3 separate regions of the Gossypium arboreum genome follow, and regions 1 and 2 are each linked to region 3. A link is a contact called in public Hi-C data. All regions are on one chromosome and are shown on one strand. Each heading gives the region's core, a stretch centred on a gene start, on an enhancer-like site or on the middle of the called end of the contact. The rest is flanking DNA. Distances are from core to core; before and after follow the strand shown. Region 1 holds the start of LOC108489332 (ATP-citrate synthase beta chain protein 2). Region 2 holds the start of LOC108489528 (phytochrome B). Region 3 holds the start of LOC108489739.

Region 1 (3,615 bases), core at 513-3,012, 220 kb after region 3:
TGATGCAAAGTTAATAAAAACATCGGCAGTTGGATGTGCAGCGCATGCTGCCTCAATGCTGCAAAATTTATCAATTACGAGGTTAGAGAAAATAAAGCTAGGAGAATACAAATTCATCAATCAAACAGCAAAGTAAGCCTTACAGGATTATCCTAATCTGTAAAGGATGTAAAATCACACTATAGTATTAATTGAACGTCCTCTCTCAAGACACAATTAGATTATTTATTAGCAAGAACTACTTGTTAAATGCAAAAATGATTGCCATGTAGGAGATACAACTAACACAAAAGCCAATGTCAATTCCCTTTGATCAAAACTAAACAAAGTTATAGCATCATAGACCAATTATTTTCTGATCTCTCAATAGTAAATGGATAGAATTTTCCGAAAAAAGCAAATATATACCGAGTAATGGATCATCATCCCATAATAGTAGAATTTCAAAGTTTCGAAAGCAGATAATATGCTGGTCATGTGTTCCTCTAACTAAATTATGTTAAATAAATGAATCATTGAAGGATTCCTTATTCATAATCGAATGTTACACATGGTGATCGCATAAGCCTAGTAGTAGAGATTTAAACTTTGCAGGCTGGTTTATAGGATTTTAAGGTAACATGGTAGAAAGTTCATTTACCCTATAACACTTTCAATATACGGATTAATAACTACAGGGAAAAAAAGTTTATCTAAAAATAGAAACAGGAGATAAGAGCATCTTACGTTGAATGCACTGGGATCGCTATTTCCTCTTGACCAAAGAAGAGTTTCTGAAATCCCTCGGCACCAGGATTAATGATACCAGCGACGGACGGTGTATCCCTCCCTACAAATTTTTTTTTTTTTAAAAAGAAGGGAAAATTAATAATAAAAGATAATAACGATCAAGAATTAAAGATAAAAACAACATAATTCGAACAATTCCGTAATACGAGTGCCGATCAGCTAAATATAAGATGAAATCAGCAAGGGACCCGTACCGCAAAGGAAATCGAAATCAAGCATGCGTTGAATAGGAAGTTGTTTGTAGTTATAGAATAAGGCTTGAGTTGTTCGAGAAAACAACTGTCCGGTGGCCATGGCTTCGACTCAAAGAGACCTGTTCAACAAACACGTCGCTAACTAGTTAACTGAAGCTGTTGATGAAGCAATTGAAAGAGCCGGATCCAACGCTACACCTAACTCGAACCTAAACCGAATCAGATCTCGATACAAAGAAGACGAGCAAATCAAATCACCGGAATGCAGTTAAAAAAGCAGTATGATAAAAATGAAATGCGAGATCTCTAGCTCTCGAGCTTCATATAGTTGATTCATCAGCAAAAAATTACAAATCAAAGTATCTTAAAATTTCCTCGAAAGCATCGGAAATCAAAAAGCGACAGAAATTGGAATTAAGAAAAAAGAAACAGATCTGAGAGAAAAAAAAAAGGTTTAGGGAGGAAATGGAATGTTTACCTGAAGAGAAAGTTGTAACGAAAGGAAAAGATTACAGTGGCTCGCTCGCCTTACGAAAGGAAAAGAAAAGACGAGACGAGAAATGGATAGAAAAGAAAAGCTGGAAATGAGGAATGAAAAGGGTAGGTGCGGATTTATATAGAAAGAGAGGGAAAATGGAATGGAGGGAATTGGGAGTAGCTCACCACACCGCAGGGAGTAACAGGAGAGAGATGGTCACGTGGCCTTTGGTAGTTAGCCCACTGAATAATCTTCATTTTTCTTCTTCTTCTTCTTTCTTTCTTTTTTTTTTTTTGGTTATTTCCTAAGTAATAATTTTTCTCTCTTTTTCCTTTTTGAGAAAAAAAAATATATCTAATGCTAATTTCACGTCTCTATTTTATAAAAACTGATAAATTAATCTTTCTATTTTAATTTATTAGAATTTGATATTAATACTTTACAAAAATTAAATGTTAGTTTCAAGTAATCGATTAAAGATAATGTTAATAATATTTCTTAATTTGATCAATTTTAAGTTTTCATAAAATATGATGATCAAATTTTGATAAAATTAATGTAGATTATAATTTTTAATAAAATTTGGAATTAGATAAAATTTAATTGTATCTTTAAAAGATTAAATTTGTTAAAATAATCGTTTTTTTTCCTTTGGAGTACCATTTATGAAACAAATTTGGTTCACATCTACAAGAAATGTGAGGTATGGTCGGGGTTAGGTGAAAGCCACGGTAGAGGTTGGCTTGACTTGAATATTTAGTTAAAAATACTACTGACAATAAATTTTCAAATGGAATGCGATAAATAGCCCTCCTGCTCACTTTATTTACCACCTTGCCATATATATATTTTAATTATAAATTGTAAACAATAATTAAAATTTTAGGAATTTTGGTCACTTTATTTTTTTAATTTGATTAGCCGAAAATAAAATTGTAAACTATATCGTTAAATGATAACGAAAATAAGTAAATAACAAATATATATTTTTCATTTTAAGTCCGTTGTCACCTTTAGACATAAATTCTATGTTTAACTATATAAAATTTTCATTCTATATTTATTTTATTTAAGTCTTATGGATATATTTCAATTTATCTGACAATTCATGTTTAGTATAAATACTTTAAAAATGTTTATAGTTACTTTTAAAAGTTATGAATTTATTTAACGTCGGGTCACTAATAAATTTAAAATAGTTATATTATATATTCTTGTCAGAGATTTATGCTTTTATTTTTATATATTAAAAGCAAATTTTATAGTAATATTCCATATTTTCTAATTTCATTATTCAACTTATTTAAAGTGCCATGAGTAGAATTAAAAGCTTAAAATCATTTTGATTTTGAATAGGTAAGTGCTGAATTAGAAAATTTGAAGTGAACATCGGACTAAAGCTGAATTTCATTGCAGTCAGAGGTTGACTGTATCCACATGAAACTTAGTCTAAGGCATTTGTCATTCTCTTCTTTTTATTATTATGTTATGCATGGTTATATATTATATGCCACAATTCAAAAAGGTGGCATTTAGATTCTAAATGGTCAAATAACATTTAAGAAATATTAAAAAAATTAAAAATATGTTAGTTCAATAAAAGTTTTAATAAAAATTGAAAATGTTTGTATTCAATTTTTACGACTTTAGAAAACTTTAAAATGATTAAATGTATTTTAACTTATATACATTGCATCTCACGAGATAAAAATTAGTTTAAAAATATAAAAAAAATTAAAATATGTTTCAAGTTTTTCAATTAATACTTTAAAAGTTCAATAAAAGTTTTAATAAAAAATTGTGTATTGAATTTTTAAAATTTTATTTAAAAATTATAAAATGATTAAATGCATTTTAATTTATATACATAATCAACGCATGCATCTCACGGGACAAAAACCAGTTTAAGAAATATAAAAAGTTAAAAATATGATTAAGTTTTTGTATTTTTATATATTTAAAATTTAGTCATTTTACTTTTAATTATAGGAATTTAGGCTCTTTGCAATCCGAGTTTAAAATAAAAGTCCAATCACTAACCACATTCAAATTCTTGTATTAAATTTAGGTTTATTACATTTTTTTACATAGTTATCAAGTAAGTGTCTTTTTTTTTCTTTTTTGGAGATGTTATACCAGTGAATTCATTAGAAT
Region 2 (3,654 bases), core at 251-2,750, 150 kb after region 3:
ATCACACAAAAGAGTTTGAGTCCTCAAAACACGTTTCTCCGACATTTGAGCTGCCAATTGCAATTCCATATTCAGTTGAAGTGCAAATGCTTGCATTAGGAACTCACAAGCATATCGAAGTGGAAATGGAATACAACGTGCAGAAGTATGATGACAAACAACAAGACCCCAAAGCCTCATTGTATTTCTTCCCCCAGTAGCTTCATCGTCATTTCCATTGATAATAACTGCCATCGCCAAAGAAGCAATTGACCCCATGTTAGCCATATACTGAGCATGGCAACCATGAGGGGCCCGAAGAGTGGATCCAACCAAACACAGAGGTTGCATTAACCCATCATCCTGAACCACACGCACTGGCGTGGCATGACAGTCCACTATCATCCTAACTCTATTCTGCTTAAACAAAAACCTTGAAGCCTGGGGAATATCCGTTGCCGGATAATGTAAACCTAAGTAAGGGTCCAAGTCAGGCCTTTTACTCTCGGCCACGACCTCCCCATGCTCATCCTCATGAAATTTATAAACCATTACCCTATGATATCCAGTAAGCTGTCTCACACTTTCCACAACCGTGTCACACAAAAGCTTAATATCGCCTCCAGGGAGGGACTGTAACTCAGAAATAGCACGGACAGCTAATTTCTGCGATTGGACAGCCCCAGCAATAGACAAGGCAGGATCCTCAGTTCTAGCAGGTTCTAAATCAATCACAATTCCAACATCAATCCTATGTAAAATAGCGTAAAAGGGCTTCCCAGAATTCTTCGAGTGAATCCAAACCGGATTCAGCAACGTGATCTCGCGGGCGGCGAAGGCTTTTTCCAACAAAACAGCGCTGGAAGGAGTGAAAAGGGTTCGAACATCGGTCCCAATTGTGAGAACTTCGATCCTCTCCAAATTGGGAACTGATTGAGGGGTAATCCCAAGCATCTCGCGTGCGTTTTCGCTGTAGGCGATGATACGGAAACTGGGCTCGTCAACCGCAATCATGCAGCCAAATGGCTGGATGTGGCCCCCTCTTTGGATTTTAGACAAGTAAGCAGTGATTTGCTGCTCGGGAACCGATTGGGTAGTAGTTTTAACGGATTGGGAGTAATCAAATGACTTACCCGATTCCCCCGACTGCTCGAAAACAGCGTGGAGGCGAGCATCGACTGTGTACTGAGCAATGGCTTTGCTTATAGAGTCAGCCTGGTGGTGGGTATGGGATGCTCTCATGTTAGTTGTGCCTGAGGACTCAGCTTGCTGCTGCTGCTGCTGCTGCTGCTGCTGCTGCCGCTGCTGTTGGCGTTGCTGATGGGAGTGAACTGCTCTGCTGCCTGAAGACATGACTTTGTTAAGTGGTTGCTTGTTTTTGCGGGGATGATGATATTTTTGGGAGGAAATTCTGTCCGTAGTGTAAATGTAGTGTAAATTGTAAGGGATAGGTTTTGGGGGCAAAGTTGTGACAGACCCACGTGGGCAAGAAGATGCTGCTGTCATCTGCTATCTGTGTTTTTGCAGTGGGATTGCCCTCGGTCGCCAGTATTTTTTAGATTTAGGGTAAACTCCAATTTTAGTCATTTATATTTACTTAAATTATGTTTTGGTCCCTGAGGTTTTTTAAAAATACTATATAATCATTAATGTTATCGATTAGTTATGTTATGGTCACGGAGCTGTTAGCTATCATTAACACTGTAACAGCAAGCTTATCTAGCATGTTAAAAAAAGGGAAAGTTTAAAAAAATAAAAGAAATAATCAAATTGCTAAAAAGAGTACAATGACTAGCTATAGAATTCAACTTAATTTTTTTGTCTGAAATGATGGTATTAATGTGCCACACCATCACACCCTTAACAAAAGTTAATAGCTCAATAATCATATCATATTGTAACAAATTGATAACATTAGTGATTAAATTTTAATGATCAAAACATAATTTTAAGTAAATATAAATGACTAAACTTATAGTTTACCTTTAGATTTATTATTATCAGATTAATTACCTAAATGTTTCAAATTATGAGTAATTGAATGCTTAAGCTAAAAGGATGGTTTCACTCAATTCTATTGTTAACTTTGATATTAAATTCTATCAAAAAAAATGGTATTAAACGTCATATTAAATCCGTCTTGTTTAAAAATATTTATGAATATGTACATTTAAAAAAAATCAAATCTAGTAAGAATGAAGTTAGATTTCTTTTGATAGAAGCACTAAATTAAATTATAAATTCTTTAGATTAATAGTTTTTCAAGGTCAAAGTGCAATTTTATTAATATGTAATTTTTTTAGTAGAAAGGAACAAGGCCCTTGGCTGCAGCTGCAGTCTCATAGTTAATATGCAAACCGATTGGAACAATTACTCAATGGGGACCTAACATATTTAAAGTCATAGTTAAGAGACATGGAGTATAACTAATCCTTTTTGTCTCAGATAAAAAAAAAAAAAAGTGACCACAACTTTTAAAAAATAAATTTTGACTTTAGGAATGGGTTTTGCTCTGACCAATATTTTTCGTTTTTAAAAAAATAAATAATAATAAATTTATTTTAGTGCATTGACCTTTAAAGAGTAATGGGAATAGGAGTATAGGAGTTAGTGTTGTGTTACTGGTGGCTTTGTTTTAAGGTTGGTGTTGCTTTCATTGGGCTCATACCACGTAAAATCAATAAAGTAATAAATGACTATAATAAAGTGTAGAATATGAATCATATAATCTGAGAGTATAAATAAGTCACCATATTAAGTTTGTTTTCTGTTACTTAAATTATAATTTAATGGTGTTTCTTTCTATTATTAAATTTCGTTAATTATTGTTTATTTTGTATCGAAAATAATGCGAGAGTTTAAAATTAACATAATAATAATATCTATTACAATGTGTCAATTTAATTGTGATTTAAAAAATTAACACTTAATATTTACACGCTATTTCAATTTAATTTTAATTCTAAAACAATCTAACTTTTATTTATTTCTTTTCTCATTATTTCTTCCTTTTCTCTTTTATTCTCCTCTCTTCTAACTCACACAAATCTTTTCTCATCTAAAATCTCCTTAAATGAATGTCATTATATTTGGCTAAAGATTTTGTTTTCTTTTGTATGTTTTTTTCTGTTAAAAGGTTAAATAAGCACTTTAAAAATAATTAAAAATTTTAATTAAGTTCATTGTCGAAAAGTGCACCCAATTGAATATTTGAATTTTTTTTAAAATTCTCTATGGATCGTTAAGTCTTGACGTGATAATTGACATGACAACCGACATGAAAAAATGATAACATGGAGGGTTTAATTGTTTTTTCTATTATTTTACAATAGCTTAATCTATTATCTAATTCTAATCCTATTTTTGTTAAAAATTATTAAAAATTATAATTATAAAAAATTTCAAACATCATCAAATATTATAAGTTATAATAAAAATATTATAAAATTTTAGAAATTATTAAGAATTACAAAAAAACTATAAATAAGATATAAAAATTACTAAAATTCTTACAAAAAGTAATAAATGTTATAAAATAAAAAAATTCTTAAAATATTAATAAGTTATAAAAATTATAGAAAAATTTTGTTATTTGGAGTCTTTAGTTTAGATAATAAGGAAATGGGAAGATTAAAGTATGATGATAATTGGACTAGTGGAGGTGTCCATTAAGGA
Region 3 (3,576 bases), core at 168-2,667:
AAGTTTAGCTGAGACAGCATTTTTAGACCGGCTAAAGGTTGAATCTCCTTCAGGTTGCTTTCCAGCCAACACTGCAGCTCTCCTTTCTTGCAAAGGCTGAGTATCACTGGATACACAAATGATTCCAACCAATGAACTATCATCGTCATCATCCTCATCATAAAAAGGAGTATAAGTTGCAACAGCCAAAAACCTCTCCCCCATTTTATTCTTGAAAGGAAATTGCCCAGTCCAGCTATCCCCCGTCATAACACAATGAACAATATTAAGTGCAACAGCGAAGTCCCTATGATCAACAAGAAGTTGAATGGCATTTTGCTCTAAAGCCTCTGCTGCTGAATAACCATAAAGTTTTTCGGCAGTTTTATTCCTGCAAAAAAGAAAAGCATAATTTTTTTTTAAAAAAAAATGAAAAACTATGCTCAAATGATGACGCTTACTTAATACTTTTTTCTATTTAAGTTACAATTTACTTCTAATTACAACCATAATTAATCGTTAAAAGCAAAAAATAACTAAATCAACTCAAACTAACTCATCAGAATAAATATAAGATCAAACCCAGTGAAATTTGAACTTTGGACCTCAAAGTTCCCTAACCTCCTTGCCTTTGAGCGAAAGGCCCCATTCTCTATGACGCTACTAAGTAGTTAATAAACAATGTTAAACCACATCACTAATTACTAATTTAGATCATAAAAACTTGGTGTTTGCAACTGAATAATCTTAAAAACGAAACCCTTTTCGCTTACCAATAAATTATACGGCCACTAAGATCAAATATATGAACAGATTGCCCCATAGACTGAAATATATTCAAATACTGGCTGTTAGTGAAATTGACGGCAGCTGGCCCGACGTTCCCGGTTCTTTCGATAGCTCCTCCTCTTCCTCCTACTCCTAAATCTCCTCCGGTGCCGCTGTCGCCATTGACAGTGTCATTGTTTCTGCTCTCTCTTCGCAACGGCGAGGAGTGCCGAAACGAAGCTGAATCTTTCTTCCAAGCAGCAAGCTTCGCCGCGTTCCCCGGGAAGCGCGGACGTCGAGGGGAAGTAGAGTGAGATCTTTGATGAGTTGAATTGGCCTTGGAATCGCCACCGGATTGTTTTAAAATAGAAATTTCTTGCTTGAGATCGGCATGTCCCGCTTCAAGTATTTGGATCTTCTTCAAAAGCTCCTCTGCTGAAGGGGTTTCCATATTCCCTTCAAACAATCGAATTCAAAGCATGGATCTTCAAATCTTTCATAGCATATAAAGATTCTCAACCTCTCTCTGTGCGTGTTACAAACTTTCTCTTCAACAGGTCAAACTCTAAGACTTAAAAAGACTGAATATTTTCTTTCCGGGCGGTTTCTCTGTTTCGGTTGGTAAGCGGCTAACTTTTTTATGTTAGATATTTTCATTAGTCAGATGTCTGTGTATAAGAAGATATTTTTAAAGCTATAGTTTTCTTTAATAAAAAGGGGTTAATTCACGTAACCATCCTTAAACTATGATCTAATTTTAAATTGGTCTCCAACTTAAAAACATCCTCACAATAGATTAAATTGAAAACATGTATCCACTTACAGTATGTATAGTTTGAATTTAATATTTTAAAAAAATTGCCCTCTTAAATTTTATTTTATCAACACATTAAATCCAAACAGTTTATTTGATAGTTGTAGAAAAGTTTGTAATTTGATTCCCATATGTTAAATATGTTTCACATCAAGTCTAAACTACTATTTAATGCCTGAATAGAGGATTAAGTTGTTGGAAGGCTTTGAAAGATATGATACTACTATTTAAGACCCAAATAAATGATTAAGTTGGTAGAAGGATATGATTGATATAATATTAATACTTTAAAGATTTAATCAAACTATTTTGAACTTGAAGGATGAATTTAGAATTTTGAGGATAATATATGGATGTTTGTGGAATTAATCTAAAAAGGATGGGAAAGGGTTATTCCATGAATGTCAAAAAGGGTAAAGTCCAAAGCTTTGGGAAACCATTGGCATTGTCCTCATATAATAAATGAAAAACCCACATGATTTTGACAAAAAATAATAATGAGAGATTGACATGGAATACGGAATACCTAACCTCATCTCATCCCCACACCCATCCATTCAGCCACGGTTTGTTCACATTAAAATATTTTAAAATTAAAATAATAAAGAGTGTTTATGTCATTCATTAATTTTATGATTTTTGCACTAAATAATTTAAATTACAATTTTAAAAAAATTAAAATGGATTAATGATAAATTTGAAAGTTTAAGATTTGTTTGTGACTTTAATTTTTGTGTTGTTATAAGTGTCACATAATTTATTATATAGGATAAATTATATAAACAGACATCTAATTATAAAAATTTTCATTTTAGCATTTAAAATAAAAATTTACATTTTAAACCCCATATTACATAATTTAATCATTTTATTCACTCCGTCAAAATCATAAATAGTAAGTTAATATGATAATTAAAAATTCAGTATAATAATAAATTTAACCCTCAATTTTACATATTAAATTAATTTATTCATAATTTTAAAATTAATCTTTAAAATTTATAAATAATCTTAATTTAATCTTAATTCTAAAAATTTAGAGAAATATATAAATACATAAATATGTTAAAAATATAATAATAAATTTAAAATTTTATATTAATATTAAATAAAATAAAATAAAATAACCTCCCTCACCGGACCTCCCCCACCACCATCCCCCTCTCTCTCGTTGTGTGCTACTGGAATTGTGTCTACATTATGCTTATCCTTGGTTTACCCGCCGTGTCATGGGAAATTTTTTCTTCCTATATCTCTTTGCCTCAAATTCCCAAACATACCCAATTTAAATATGTGCATTTTCATATAAGATGAAGATTATGTTATCCAATGGCACATGTGGTCCTAAAGCTTTCTCACTAGTTTTTCTCTATATTTGTTCTGAAAAAACAAAGTGAGACATAATTGGTTGTAAGTATGGTTATTTTACTTTATTTGATTTTTGGGCATTCAAACATTTGACAATTTAAAAATAGTTATCCTTTCATGAAAAACCAACCAAGATTTGTCTTTGTGCGTCCTCATTCTCGTATATAAACATTCAACTATGTTTCATGACTTGTATTGTCTTTCCTACTTATGTTTTTTTTTTCTTTTCTTTTCTTTTCTTTTTCAGACTAAAGATTGATATTATTTTGTTCACTGTTTCCTACAATTTCCAACTAATAGCTTTGAGTAAATTGCAGCAACAGCAAAGAGGAGAGGGATGGTGGTGGGCGAGGGGTGGGAAAGGGACAGGGTGGGGGGGAGGAGGTTTCTTTTCTATTTAATATTAATATAACTGTTTTTATTTAATATTAATATAAAAATTAGTATAAAATTTTAAATTATTTTTTTAAATATTGATGTATTTTTATATTTTTTTGAATTTTTAGAATTAGGATCAATTTGATAATATTTGTAAACTTTGAGAGTTAACTTTTAAAATTATGACTAAATCAATATAACATGTAAAAGTTAAAAACTAAATTTTTATGAAATCGATTTTTAACTGTCACATCAGTTTACTATTTTTT

The links. Hi-C and Micro-C count contacts between places; a contact is called where the count stands out from the background.
Region 1: a contact with region 3 is called in a Hi-C map of leaf, with 4 times the contacts expected there. The contact joins the promoter of LOC108489332 here to the promoter of LOC108489739 in region 3. A contact is called at or near these places in 2 of 5 Hi-C or Micro-C datasets (both in leaf).
Region 2: a contact with region 3 is called in a Hi-C map of leaf, with 2.8 times the contacts expected there. The contact joins the promoter of LOC108489528 here to the promoter of LOC108489739 in region 3. A contact is called at or near these places in 2 of 5 Hi-C or Micro-C datasets (both in leaf).

Annotation. Positions count from the first base shown.
Region 1 is chr10:110,711,957-110,715,571 of ASM2569848v2, reverse strand. It overlaps LOC108489332 (ATP-citrate synthase beta chain protein 2), which reads right to left and starts at 1,762. Exons shown (of 16, transcript XM_053019988.1): 1 at 1,462-1,762; 2 at 984-1,208; 3 at 727-829; 4 at 1-58. The coding sequence starts at 1,083.
Region 2 is chr10:110,780,230-110,783,883 of ASM2569848v2, reverse strand. LOC108489528 (phytochrome B) reads right to left here and starts at 1,500. Exons shown (of 5, transcript XM_017794150.2): 1 at 1-1,500. The coding sequence starts at 1,485.
Region 3 is chr10:110,932,418-110,935,993 of ASM2569848v2, reverse strand. LOC108489739 reads right to left here and starts at 1,417. Exons shown (of 13, transcript XM_017794458.2): 1 at 753-1,417; 2 at 1-370. The coding sequence starts at 1,198.